Linked DNA regions of Rattus norvegicus: region 1 is linked to region 2. Evidence: chromatin contacts called from public Hi-C data. All regions are on one chromosome and are shown on one strand. Each heading gives the region's core, a stretch centred on a gene start, on an enhancer-like site or on the middle of the called end of the contact. The rest is flanking DNA. Distances are from core to core; before and after follow the strand shown. Region 1 holds the start of Tob1 (transducer of ErbB-2.1). Region 2 holds the start of Ebln1 (endogenous Bornavirus like nucleoprotein 1).

Region 1 (6,480 bases), core at 2,960-5,459, 220 kb before region 2:
ACCACTGAGCTAAATCCCCAACCCCTTTATTTTTATTTTTTATTGTTTTATTTTATTTTAATTTGAGACAGGGTTTCCCTGAGTAGTCCTCCCTATCCTGGAACTTGCTGGCCTCAAACTCAGAGATCAGTCTTCCTCTGCCTCCTGAGTGCTGGGATAAAAGACTTATTTTTAAATACCCCAAGTCCTGAAGGTTCCATTAACATCTCTGTTAAGATAGAGGTACCTTAACACCATTTAGAAAAACATCTTCCACTCCAGGGTAACTTTAGCTTTCCCTTCCAAAGGCAAATCAATTTATCCCAACAAAGGAATGTGGCTGGCCACATCAGATGTGTCTTGACTGCAGGTGGTCTGTGCCTTGTGTGATGGGAGTCACCTGTGATCGCAGCACTTGGGAGGTAGAGGCAGGAGGATCAGGGGTTCAAGGTGATCATCAGCTATAAAATGAATTGGAGGCATGGAACTATTTAAGATCTTGCTTCAAAAAGAAACAAAAGTTTGGTTTTTTGTTTTTTTTTTTTTTTTTTTTTTATGGATCTTAGGCAGTGGATGCACTAAACTCTGAAGCTACCACCAGTCCCCCAACCCCCAGGGAGAATGCTTGTTGCATGCTAGGGTTGAGCATGCAGAGGCTGGTACAAGAACTATCCCTACTGGAGCTCGAAAAGATGGGCTACATCTAGGAATATAACTTCTCAAACTGTAAGTGAAACAGTCTTCCCTCAGAAGACCCGAAGCAGATGACAGTGGGGAGAAAACAGATCTGGGATTAAGACTCAAGCTTTTCTAAACCTGTTAGACACAAGTTCCTTTAAGAGAATTTCCACTCGTAGGGAGGGAAAAAAACAGGAGTGCACACAAACAGGGCCTTTGATCATTCTCTTATAAAAAAGCCCAAACCAGGTTTTTCTGAAACCAATCAAGATAAAATATAATCTGTCTCAAATCAACACGAATGTATCAAGATGACCTTTCTCGAAGAGCTGAAGGATTCATGTTGTCTTCACAAATCCTTTTGTCTTTGTTGGCCAGCTGTCTTATCCTGACGTTTTGAACAAGTGTTAATGCTAGCTTTTTCTTCCAAATTAAAGCTATGATAACTTCACGGACTTGTGTCACCTGGTGCTTGACTGTTGCTATCCAAACGGTGATCCCAAAAGCTCAGAATGGATGACCTGTGAGGCTCCACTCTCTACTCTAGTACTTCAGAGCCTCATTCTGCCCAAGAGACAAAGGCCTCACCATGAGTACAAGGGGCAGCTTCCTTGTTATTTCAGTGCCTGTTGCCTTAAAACTTTTATTGCTCTAGACAGCTTGGGTGACAAAAGGCTTTTGTAGGTTTGTGTCTAAAACTCTCATTTCACTTGTAACTCAGACAGTGCTGGTGCCTTACTAGAAAAGCTGAGCCGTTCAGTTCAAGGCAATGTTTTCACCAATATTCTATCACATATCAGCAAACATTTAAACAGTAAAATGACTCGTCTTAAAGGTTTTGTTCTGCTTTAAAAGGCAGGGTCTTATTTATGTTAGCTCCAGCTGGCCTGGAACTAAGTCTGCCTCAAGTGCTGCTGGGATTAAAGGCATTTGTCAACACATCTGCCATTTTGATGGTGTTTTAACTCATCAGCCAAAACAAAACAAAAACTTAAGTATTTTTTAAAACTCCTAAGATTCTATAATTTCAGGCATTATCAGTATCCGTTAAAGGCCCTAACTAGGTTGGATACCATGATCCCCCCACCCCCAAAATCACAGTATGTAGATGTTTTACTGGGAAAAGAAACAGACATGAACATTCCCAACTGTGCATGGGTTTAACCCTAAATTCTAGCTACAGACCATGGCTGAATGTAAAAGGTGAAGGGTTTTCTAGCATTTCCTGACTTCCTTCTCACAATTTAAATAGATGCTGAGGGATTACACGACGTCCTCCTACCCCACGGCTCTCTCCTAGATGGATGCTGGAGTAGAGGTGTGCACGTACCACTGACATTCATAGGGTGCTGGGGATTGAACCCATGGCTTTCTGCTTTTGAGGCAAACACTCTACCAAGCGCCACCGATGCTCTGGCAGAGCCCTGCCTTCCATTACTGCTCCCTGACTCAGCGAGCCACATCTTCCTTCTTCATGAGCACAGGCTTTTAGCAAAAGACCACATGATAGGCATTTTTAATTTTAAAGAATTTTAATACAAACTTAATATAAACTATTTCAGTCCCTCTTAACATGTAAGACACTGACTCAAAATACTTTTATACCGTTTTTTTTTCAAGTATTGCACAATATAGGTACAAAATTAATATTTACGATTACATTTTCTTCCATAATATATAGCAAAAATCTTTAAACCTTTAACAGAAAATACATTTTTTTGAAAAAGCAAATATTCGTACATTTTAATTCCACCACTAAAGGAATATCCTGTACACAATTTTCAGAATAGTTGATGTCTTTAAGATGGATATTTTACAATTTCAGTAAAAAAAATACAACATGAAGCCGCTGCCACAGATCACTGTAGTAAAAAGATAGAAATGCAATACCGTGTCGTAGAAACAATATATATATGTATATATATATATATCCTCTGATAGTTTACAAACTTTGTACTAAATTAAATTATACAATTAGAAAAGACCAATAAACCCACTTATTAGTGCCAATTTTTTATATATATATATAAAAAAAAATCAGCCATGTCCTTGCTATATCTTAAATACTGTAAGAGGCCATATCTGAAAGTATACTTTAAAATATACAGTCAGTATAAAATAACATTGTGCTTGGTTGGCAAATGAAAAAAGATGCATGTTTTATTTTGTGACCAAGCTTGAATGTATCCTTACTATAAGCTTAAAAAAAAAATCTCAAGGAGGCAAAAAAAAAAAAAAAAGTCCCCCTTGGGCCGATGCATTTTAACTTGTACGACACATGTTCTCTCTTTTCCTGTTTTTTTAGTTAGCCATTACGGGCTGGAACTGCTGGTTAGAATACTGAATGTTATTTAAGCTAAAATTCAAGCCGTCTACGAAAGACTTCTCGTTGAGGCCTCCGTAGGCCGCAAACACATCAAAGGCATTACTGTACTGGAGGGGACTGAGGTTAAGGGGGCTGTCACCTGGGAACATTCCATTGGTACTACTACCTTGACCCTGCATGTTAGGAAAAATAAATTCCTTGGCATTGGGAGAAAGAGCAGAGGTTTGCTGCTGCGGCTGCTGCTGCTGCTGTTGCTGCTGCTGCTGCTGCTGCTGCTGCTGCTGCTGCTGCTGCTGTGGAGGTGGTGGCGGCGGTGGTGGCTGGGATGGCGGCTGCTGCGGCTGCGGCTGAGGCTGCTGCTGGCTGCCCAGGCCCAGCCCGTACAGAGAGTGCATTGAGGAAGAGATGGCTTTCTGCTTCAGGAGGTCGTTCACATTGACATTCAGGCCCAGGCTGATGGGAGAAGTGCGTGCTACCTTGCTGCTACGGCCACTGTTCTTCATTTTGGTGGAGCCAAACTTGGTGGCAGCAAAAGTGGCAGTGGTAAAGGTTAAAGGCTGAGTGGACCGGGGCATGAAGGTGGGGCTGACGGCAGCAGAATGGCCAAAGGGAGGCGACGGCGAGCTGGACACAGAGGAGGCTGGGTCGCTTATGGGCATGAAAACCTGGGCCTCAGGGTTAAAGCTGTTCTTGATCTCCTTATCCAGCTCACACCCGTTCTCATTACTGTCATCTACGTACAGCACCTTCACTGGTCCCTTCTCACCGATTTGGTAGGAAACCTCAAACGGGTCGATCCACACGCTCAGATCCTGCGGCAGATTGCCACGAACATCGTCAATGTCCAGACCACTCTCTTTGGACGCTTGCTCGATCACCGGGTCCACCTTCTCCCCTACGTGTATGCATCTAAACCCTGAGCCTTTGTATGGCTTCTCAGGATACCAATGCCCTTCATATTTCTGTTTAAGAAGTCTTTCAAGTTCTTCACCAAAAATGTTGACACGTCTCCTGGGAAGCTTATTGTACAAATAGGAAATAATAAAATTTAGTGCTACTTGAATTTCAAGCTGCATAGCTGCGATGCCACAAAAGGTAGGTTTGTTTCAACTCCTCCACCAGAAAAATAAAATTTAAAAAAAAAATCAGTTTGTGGCAGAGAAACAAATTCTCATTCAAAGTGCTGGTACTAGAAGATTATCCTTCAACCTTCCGTGGTCTTGTTCCTTTAAGAAAACAAAACAAAAGCAAACACATCCAAGTGAGCTCAATGGACTAGCTCCAAAAGCTTTTTACCTGAAGCAGTTTTATTTTTGAAAGTGTCTACTGGGCTAGAAAGACTGGAAAATACCGCTACAGAATAAAGGAACAGACCACAAAACAATCTCTTGCTAAAGTTCAAGACAGGTTTATAGTTAAAACAGCACTCTAAGCGATTACACACCGTTTGGGAGCAGGACTTAGGGAACCTCCAGAGTATGTATCCTGTCTTTCTAGTGTTTACTAACGGGTACTGCACACTCATCCACCCCCCCACACTCCACTTGTACAAGTTGGTCACTAGTTTCCTTGCTGGTCACCATTTTAGAAGTGACTCCCGAGTTCCTTTTGGAAACATCACATTTAAATCTGCTTTATGTTAAATATTGGGAAATGTTATTAAGTTACAAAAATATTCTGAATTTTCAAAGTGTATGGTACAAAAATTAAAGGTACTAAATGGACTGTTACCTTGGTAAATGAAACCAAATTATCCCCTCTACATTTAACCATGCCAAGGGTTTTCACACAACTTGCTCTTCTGGGAGCCTTTTTCTTTTTTTATTGTGTACTGCCTCCTCCTACATTCTGAAATTCCTCTCAGCTGCAAGTATAAGAAAAACAAGCAGCTTAAAACTCTTATTGATTACTCTGTTTAAAGGGCAGAGTTTCTGAGTTTCGTTCTAATTTTCAAAAAACCATCTCCTTCCCTCTTCGGATAAACGACAGTCCCTGGAGAGGTTGGAGGGATAAGGTCGACCTTTAAACGTTTGCTGGATCAGCACTGGGTGGGGATAAGAAAAGATCAAGGGCAAACAGAGGTATTTCCAAGGGAGAGCTATTTGTACAACGAGGTTGATCAAAAAGGGCATTTAAAATAATCAAACTGGTCTTAATCTGTCTGTTCCATTTGCCATATTCTTGGTGACAAAGGGCAAAGAATCTTTCCTGTAGCCCCCAAACTACACTTTTCAAGCCGAAACCCAAGTGCAGGCAGAGAAAGCAGATTCAGCTGGATTGCTTAAAGGTGCAGCCGAGCCCAGACAGGCTGGGTGGAAGGTGGTTTTTAAAGCAACGCCTTAACATAGGACTGTGAAGAATTACATAAACAGCCAGTTGGGTCTCATTAGATTTCTGCTCACAGCGCCGGGAGCCCGAGCGCTATAGCAGCAGCAACAGCCGGAGGTGGTGGTGGAGGAGGAGGAGGAAGAGGAGGAAGACTACTAGCCTTGCTCCGGGAGGAGGAGCTCGGCCGGGGGAAAAGGAGAGTAGGCTCTCTAGCCACCCCAGGGACGCGGCCCCGGGCACCGGCAGGTCGCGGGGCGGGCCGCCCTGCCTTCCCCTCCCCCGCCGTAACCTGACCCTGCCGTCCCCCCCTCTGCTCCCCGCTCGAGGCTCCTGGGACCTAGCCAGCATCCCGGAGCACCGGTCCCGGCCCGATCCCTGTATCCCGGCGCTCCCTCCCCCTGCCTGGGCGCCGCTGCCCCCACCCCGGGTGCTCCCTCTTCCCGGTTGCCGGCCGGCCGCCGAGCCTCGGGACCCGGTCCCCGGAGCCACTCCATTCCCTTGGGTCCCCGCGGCCGCCCCTCCGCACCCGGGCTCGCAGGACGCTGCAGCCACTCCCTCGGCCCCTAGCCGCCGCCCCACTGTACTTACAGGCTGCTCCGGAGCTGCGGCCGCCGCCGAGCAGCGGCTGGGCGGGGGAGAAGGGGCGGCGGGCGGGGGCGCGGGTGGGTCGGGAGCGGCGAGGCGGCCGGGTGCAAGACGTCGCCACCGCCGGACGCGCGACGGACGCCTCGGGCGGGCCCGGGAGCTCGCTGCTCTGGCTCAGGGGTGGCGGGGACGGCAGGCTTACACAAGCGCGCTCGCTTCTCTATACAGCCCGGTGGCCCGGCCCTGCGTCCCCGTACAGCGCCCTCAGCGCGCCGGGCCAGAGCTTCGCTCCTTCTGCCGCGGCGCGCGCCCCGCCTCTCGTTTTATAGCCTCCTCCCCACCCCCAGCCTCCGCGGGGGTGCGCGCTGCTCGCGTCACAGTCCCGCCCTCCCCACCCGGCACCCCGGGGCCGCGCCGACTCCGCCCCTGCCCTGCCCCCCGACGCCATTGGCCAAGTCCCGCCTGCCCACGTCAAGACAGCCGCTGATTAGATGGTCACGCCTCCCGAACGCCGCTACCACCAATCATCTGACAGGCCCGAGAGGCCGGGGGCGGGGTTAAGGGGGGCCTTGGAGCGGGATTGG
Region 2 (6,732 bases), core at 3,712-6,211:
CGTCGCCGGCTGAGGGGTGGCACGGGCCCGCACGGGACGGGCCCGGCGGAGGCTGGGGCTGGGGCTGGGCCCCGCGGGGTGGGGGCCGGGGCCCGGGCCGAGGAGGGGAGGGGTGGGGTGAGCGCACTCACCCCAACCGCCGCTGCACCAACTGCCGGGGCAGCCCGGCCGCGCGCGCTACGCGTCACCCGTGGGCGGGGCCAGCGTCGCGTCGCCCCGGTGGGCGGGGCCCCGCGGGAGGCCAGGCGCGGCCGGGGGCGGAGCCTTGCGGCGGCGTGCGCCGGCTGTGACGCCAACACCCAGCGCCGCGCGGGCTGAAAGGTGAGAGGTGGAGGAAGTGACAGCCGGAGGCTGCGTTTGCTGGGCGTTCCCAGAGGAAAGGGAGGGGCTCTGGAGGATGACAACTTTCCGAGGAGATAGCAAGCGTCTTTTCGCCTTTCTACAGCTCACCCAGCGCTTTCACGGTGCGCCAGACGTTTGGCCCTGTTTAACAGACAAAGAAACTAGGCCCAGGGTTACGGGCTAGTCAAGGTCATGCAGCTAGAACAGGAAAGAGACAGAGCCGAGACTCGAACTGCTTCCTACTGAGAATTCCGGACTAGAGAAAAACGGAAAGAAAAAAAAAAAAAAAGAGGATGAGTTAAACAACCGTAGTTGAAATGACTATCTAAAGAATAAGGTTGCCTCGAATAAGATAGTACTGTTTGATGTTAAGGCAGAGTAAGGATAGCCTTAACCAGAAGAGCAAAACCTCTGGAGAAGGGAGAATGAATACCACTTCTTGCATTTTTCCAAACACTGGGTGTCTCTGCTCCCTGCCTACGAAAGACCGTTCTAGGCTGCAGCCACAACCACCACCCTCTCTGATCTTGAAGGGGAGGCGGAGCTGGAAAGTGAGAAAAGAAGCGGAGGAGGATATGGGGTGGAGTCAGTGGTGAGAATAAGTCCCGTGATACATGAGGTCACCCCTCCTGGGAGTGCGTCACTCGTGAGGAATGCCACAACACCCTAGCCTTGGGCAGGCTGAGTCAAATATCACTTCCGCGTATTCTCATCTTCCAGTCTCAAGTTTGGCGGAAGACACTTGCAAAAGCCCCTTCTCTTTGCCTTCGGTGACTCAGAAGTACACCGACTCCGACTCATCTAAAAATAAGGGAAGAACAGACAGGATTTAAATAGACAAGTTATTAGGGAGAAACTCCGCTATCTCCTGGAGTCCTAAATACCCTGTTTGGTGTTTAGAAGTTTCAGATCGTCCCCAAAGTTTCCTACATTTTGGTCTTCCTGGAAACCACCAAAAGCATTGTGCAAAGGACAGAGATGAAAACTGTCAAAACTAACTTAGCGTGTGTTCTGCTAATTTCCCTTACCCCCTTGCCACTACCCTTAGCTTGTGGTCTCCCGGTCTCCATTTCTCACCCTGACTTTATGTGTATGTCTGGATGATAGGGATGCTGACTAGCTAGTTGAGTGTGAGCCCTAAATGCCCTATCACTTTTTTTAAACTTTATTTTATTTTTCTGTGAACTAATGTTTTGCCTGTGTGCATGCCTGGGCACCAGTCGTGTGCAGTGTTTTCAGAGGGTGTCATATCAACTAGAACTGAAGTTTTAGCTGGTTGTGAGCCCCTATGTGTGTGCTGGGAATCAAACCCTGATCTGCAAGATCTCTTAGCTGAGATAGAGGATAGATAGATAGATAGATAGATAGATAGATAGATAGACAGACGGATGACAGGCAGATGGGCAGGGATAGAGCATGGTGCTTAGATAGATAGATAGATAGATAGATAGATAGATAGATAGATAGATAGATAGATAGACAGGCAGATGGGCAGGGATAGAGCATGGTGCTTAGATAGATAGATAGATAGATAGATAGATAGATAGATAGATAGATAGATAGATAGGCAGATGGGCAGGGATAGAGCATGGTGCTTAGATAGATAGATAGATAGACAGACAGACAGACAGACGGATGACAGGCAGATGGGCAGGGATAGAGCATGGTGCTTAGATAGATAGATAGATAGATAGATAGATAGATAGATAGATAGACAGGCAGATGGGCAGGGATAGAGCATGGTGCTTAGATAGATAGATAGATAGATAGATAGATAGATAGACAGACAGACAGACAGACAGACAGACAGGCAGATGGGCAGGGATAGAGCTTGGTGCTTACTTAGCATACACCAGGTTAGATTAAATAAGTGAAACAGTACCATGAAGTTAGGGACAAGTAGATCCCGTGGAACAACATACCCTGGTGTAAGAGAGTTGAAAGAATGATTTTGAAGTTGAGGACCTTGCAGTCTCATATGTCCCGTCATTGCAAACAACTCTGGTGGGTGCAATTACTAAGTACTTGTTGGGTGCAAGTCACCACAGTAAAGACTAGTGAGCCTTAGTTTTGTTTATAGAACTTTGGGATTTGTGAAAGACCAGAGTTTTCCTTTCATTCTAAAATTCTGCTCCTGAGGACCAGCAAGACAGTTCAGTGAATAAAGCCATTTCTACCAAGCTTGGTGCTGTCCATTCAGTTCCTAGTACACACACGGAAGCAGTGAGGCTGCTCCACAAGTTGTCTTCTGACCTCTACACACATACTGTGACACTTCCGTGTGTAATTATAAACTAATGTAATTTATAAATGTAATACATAATAAATACATTACAATAATGTGATTATAAATTAAATGTATTTATAAATTAATATTTATAATGTAATTATAAAGCAAAATCATGAAGCCAGGCATGGTGGTGCTTGCCATTAATCCCAGCACTTGTGAGGTAGAGGCAAGTTGATCTCTGTGAGTTTGAGACGAGCCTGGTCTACAAAGCAATGTCCAGATCAGCCAGAGCTGTTATATAGAGAAACACTGTCTTGAAAAATGCATAAATAAATTAAATAATAAATAAATAAATAAAAGCATCGGTTCATTTTTCCATGTTGAAGTCTCTGATATCAATAACCTTGAGAACAGCCTGGATCCCAGAACTCATTTCTCCACCTATTCCTGATTGTATGATTTGGCTCTAGCCCTATGTAATAAGGCTCCATCAAGGTTGAACCAGGTTGAACTAGGTTGAATGATAGAAGGCTTTGAATGCCATCATCATTGCACTCTGGAGCTTGCTCCCAAAAAGTGCTGCTGCCGAAAAGTTCAGAAATGCTCCTGGAACAAGTTTGATGGAGTCATTTTGCCAGAGAGCACCTATGAATTCAAACCATTCACTAAGGTGCTTCTTGAAAATTTTCTCCACAGACAGGAAAGGTAGAATCTCAAAAGCAACTTTCGATAGAGCAATTGTTCCATCCATGCACTGTTCCAAATTTGTTTGTTCAGCACGTATGTAGTCATTTGGGCATATGATGCTTCCATCCAAGTCTGGTTCATGATCTCCTTTCAAGGGGACCGGAATTTAATTGATAAGAATCCAAACAGCAAGGACCTAACCAGGGCTGGGAGTTGAGCCAATGAGTGGCAGCACTTGGCGGGTAGGAGTTGAGGTGCGTTTCAGCTTCAGCATGGCCTCGTTTTCCCAAGGTGACCTGAGGGTCTTAACTCGGCAACTTGGTGTTTGATTTGCTTCAACCCACTTCAAATCTTCCCAGATGATCCAATAACAAGTCTAATCAGAAGTATACAAAAGTGACCAACTATGGAAGACATTTCAAGAGATACAAGAACTCATTCCTTAACACCTTCCTGGTGGGGCACAGGTGTCTCATAAGAAGGGCCATCTTTATCCTGCACTGGTGTTGTGAGGTATGATCGCTCAGAGACTCCAGCCACTGCAGGAGACTCCACATCCCTGGGAATAGGTAGCACATAAATATCAAGCTGCCAGTGGCTGGATGAAACTGCTCTGTGCTCATGGTTTAGCATAGACAATGTGTCGATATCTGTTTCCCTCCTCTTGCCGATTCCTGGGTGAGGGTCTGTTGCATCTCCAGGATATTCTCTGCAGTCACTACTCAACTTGAAATCCAGTGAGAATCCGATGTCTACTGGCTCAGTCTCTGTATGTTCAACCTCATCCCCAGAGGAAGGCAATTCAACGGGGTCTGGCTTTCTCCTTTTCTCTGACCTTTGGGCATGTTCTTATGTTTTCATTTTAACCCCAGGAGTGGGGATATGGAGCTGCTTCAGACTGCTTTGCTGAAGCTATGATTGCCTCATGCGCTATCAGGGCACCATTTTGCCAGCTGCAAGCAGTTTCTGCCGTTATGTGATATTTGGAATTCCAGGATTTTTTCAGAGGTTAGATAAATACTAGAGGCCCAATAGGTTGGTTTGGTGGTTGTTGATCGTTCAGGGAGTGTTGGTTGCAATTTGTTAGTGGTTGTGCTCAATAAAGAAAGAAGAAAGAATTTAGGTTCAACGATCCCTGTCTGTCTGCACTCTCTCCTTTCTCTCCTATGATGATGTGACTTTGACTGTGTGCAGGAGGATGTAAGACTAGATGACTTGGAAAATGCGGGGGAGGAAGGTCAAGAGAGCATTGAGATCCCTTCCATTACTCCATACGTGATCAAATATGAGCAAGCTCATGTACTGGGCACCCACACACTCCAGACTATAATTTGTGTCTCTGGTGAAGCTGAACAAGGAGACAGACATTGCCATGATAGAACACCAGAACCAAAAGATTCCCCATTTGTCAATCTCTGCCAGACGGGAGTGAACTGAGCATCATCACCAACTGAGCAGAGCTGTTACTGGACTACAACAGGGCGCTGCAGTTACAAATGACTGTCACCCTTTCACTTCCTCTATTAAAAAGCAATAAAGCATCTAGTTGTAGTATACACCTTTGTTCCAGCGCTCGTGAGGCAGAGTAAGGAGGATCTCTGCAGTTCAAGGCCAGACTGGACTATGAACGAAAATAAGGAGACTGGAGAGATGGCTCAGTGGTTAAGAGCACCGACTGCTCTTCCAGAGGTCCTGAGTTCAATTCCCAGCACCCACACGGTGGCTCACAACCATCTGTAATGGGATCTGTTGCCCCCCCCAAAAAAATGAGAGCATGACCGCCCCTAGGTATGGTTGAGGAAAAGGTTTTACACTGGACAGGAGGGAGAGGACAGCCAGAGGCATCTGGAATGATCCAGACTGAACTGGGCTGTAAGGGCCTTGAGAGGAAAGGCAGGGAGAGAGAGAGAGGGGAAAGACAAGAGAGAAGGGGGAAGTGAACTAAGAGAGGAGAACCAAGAGCCAGCCAGGAGACCAGAAAAACAAGTGCAAAATCAAAATGGCTTGGTTATGTGGAAATCAAAGAAACTGTAGGAAAAGAAACAAAGTGAAGATGGAGAGCTTTAGTTGGAGAACTTTAGGGGAGCGGAGGGGTTAAAAGTGCTAGGAGGAGCCACAGGTACTGAGACTCGATCCAGGTTTCTTTGGGACCTAACAGACCTGCCAGGACCACATAGTGAAACATAGTTTGGATAGGAAAAGATTTAAAATTTATGTAAGGTCTGAGGATGTGAAAACTTCTAAGAAAGTATTTAAGGGTCTAGGAAGGTGTTTTGAGGTTGGTCAATGGAGGTTATGAAGGTTAGAGGATATGAAAAAAACTTTGAGAGTGATAGGAAAGTAATTGAAAATATTTATCATTTTGTAAACTTAAAAAAGATTCTTATAAGCTTCAGGGAATCCATTTGCATCCACCCCTCACAGGTCAAATGGACTCCAGACGAGTACTGTCAATCAACAGTTTCCCTCTCACCTGCCTATTTCTTTTTTTTTTTTCTTTTCTTTTCTTTTTTTCGGAGCTGGGGACCGAACCCAGGGCCTTGCGCTTGCTAGGCAAGCGCTCTACCACTGAGCTAAATCCCCAACCCCTCACCTGCCTATTTCTAAGAGTAAGATCTATTCCCCTTTCCCTGGAACACCCACCAGCCCCACACCTTCACCTCCTCCAAGTATCAAGACCATAAGCCTAGAAGTTTCAAATGTACAACCAAGAAAAGATTTTTTGTCCAAAAACTCCTTAACTTTTATCTTCTGCCCCTGACACAGACACAGACACAGACACAGACACACAGACACACAGACACACACACACACACACACACACACACACACACACACACACACACACACATCTGTTCCAGCATCCTGCCAAGTCCAGGTGTTTACTCAGAGCCTGCATTCAGGACAGCTCAAAGCAGTTACCCACAGGAGCTCTGGCCCAGCCTCACAGACTGCTTCAGCCAGGCCTACACACTCCTACCTCTAGGCAGTCTCACAGCCTGGACAGCAGTGAAACAACCAGCTCTTCCTGGACTTGGCCAACATTCCAGCTTTTGCTCCCCCACCCCCCAGTAATGACACCCTATTGTCAGCGGGAAGTAGTCACAGACAACTACTTTACCCCTTATTTACTATCAAGAAAAGGCTGGGGTATTTGGTTTCAGACCCATGGACAGGGGGCTTATGTGCTTATTTTACATACCAAAGCAGACCTGGCCTCCAGGTTCTCCCAGCATCCCTCAGTCCTTACCTGGCACACCCCACCCTCAACCTTGATCTTCCCAGCCCAGGTGCTCAGACGCCCTTCTCCTAGACACTCTTCCCTATATCCTCTCTCCTTCTCTCCCTCTCTTTGTGTCTCCACTGCTTCTCTATCATTATCCTCCCCTCTTTTCTTCCCTGTGGCAACTTCCCTGGCCTCCTTCCTCGGGGCCATTGAACTCGCCTAGAGGAGACCAGCTTCTCAATAAACC

What was found. A called contact is a pair of places that touch in the nucleus more often than the background predicts.
Region 1: a contact with region 2 is called in a Hi-C map of frontal cortex, with 3 times the contacts expected there. The contact joins the promoter of Tob1 here to the promoter of Ebln1 in region 2. A contact is called at or near these places in 2 of 12 Hi-C or Micro-C datasets (frontal cortex and hepatocytes).

What each region holds. Positions count from the first base shown.
Region 1 is chr10:79,657,722-79,664,201 of GRCr8, reverse strand. It overlaps Tob1 (transducer of ErbB-2.1), which reads right to left and starts at 4,209. Exons shown (of 1, transcript NM_133317.2): 1 at 2,171-4,209. The coding sequence starts at 4,059. The coding sequence ends at 2,959.
Region 2 is chr10:79,433,776-79,440,507 of GRCr8, reverse strand. It overlaps Ebln1 (endogenous Bornavirus like nucleoprotein 1), which reads right to left and starts at 4,961. Exons shown (of 5, transcript XM_039087860.1): 1 at 3,870-4,961; 2 at 3,665-3,868; 3 at 3,456-3,493; 4 at 3,340-3,453; 5 at 2,955-3,337. The coding sequence starts at 3,892. The coding sequence ends at 3,084. Spag9 (sperm associated antigen 9) reads right to left here and starts at 131. Exons shown (of 30, transcript NM_001108290.2): 1 at 1-131.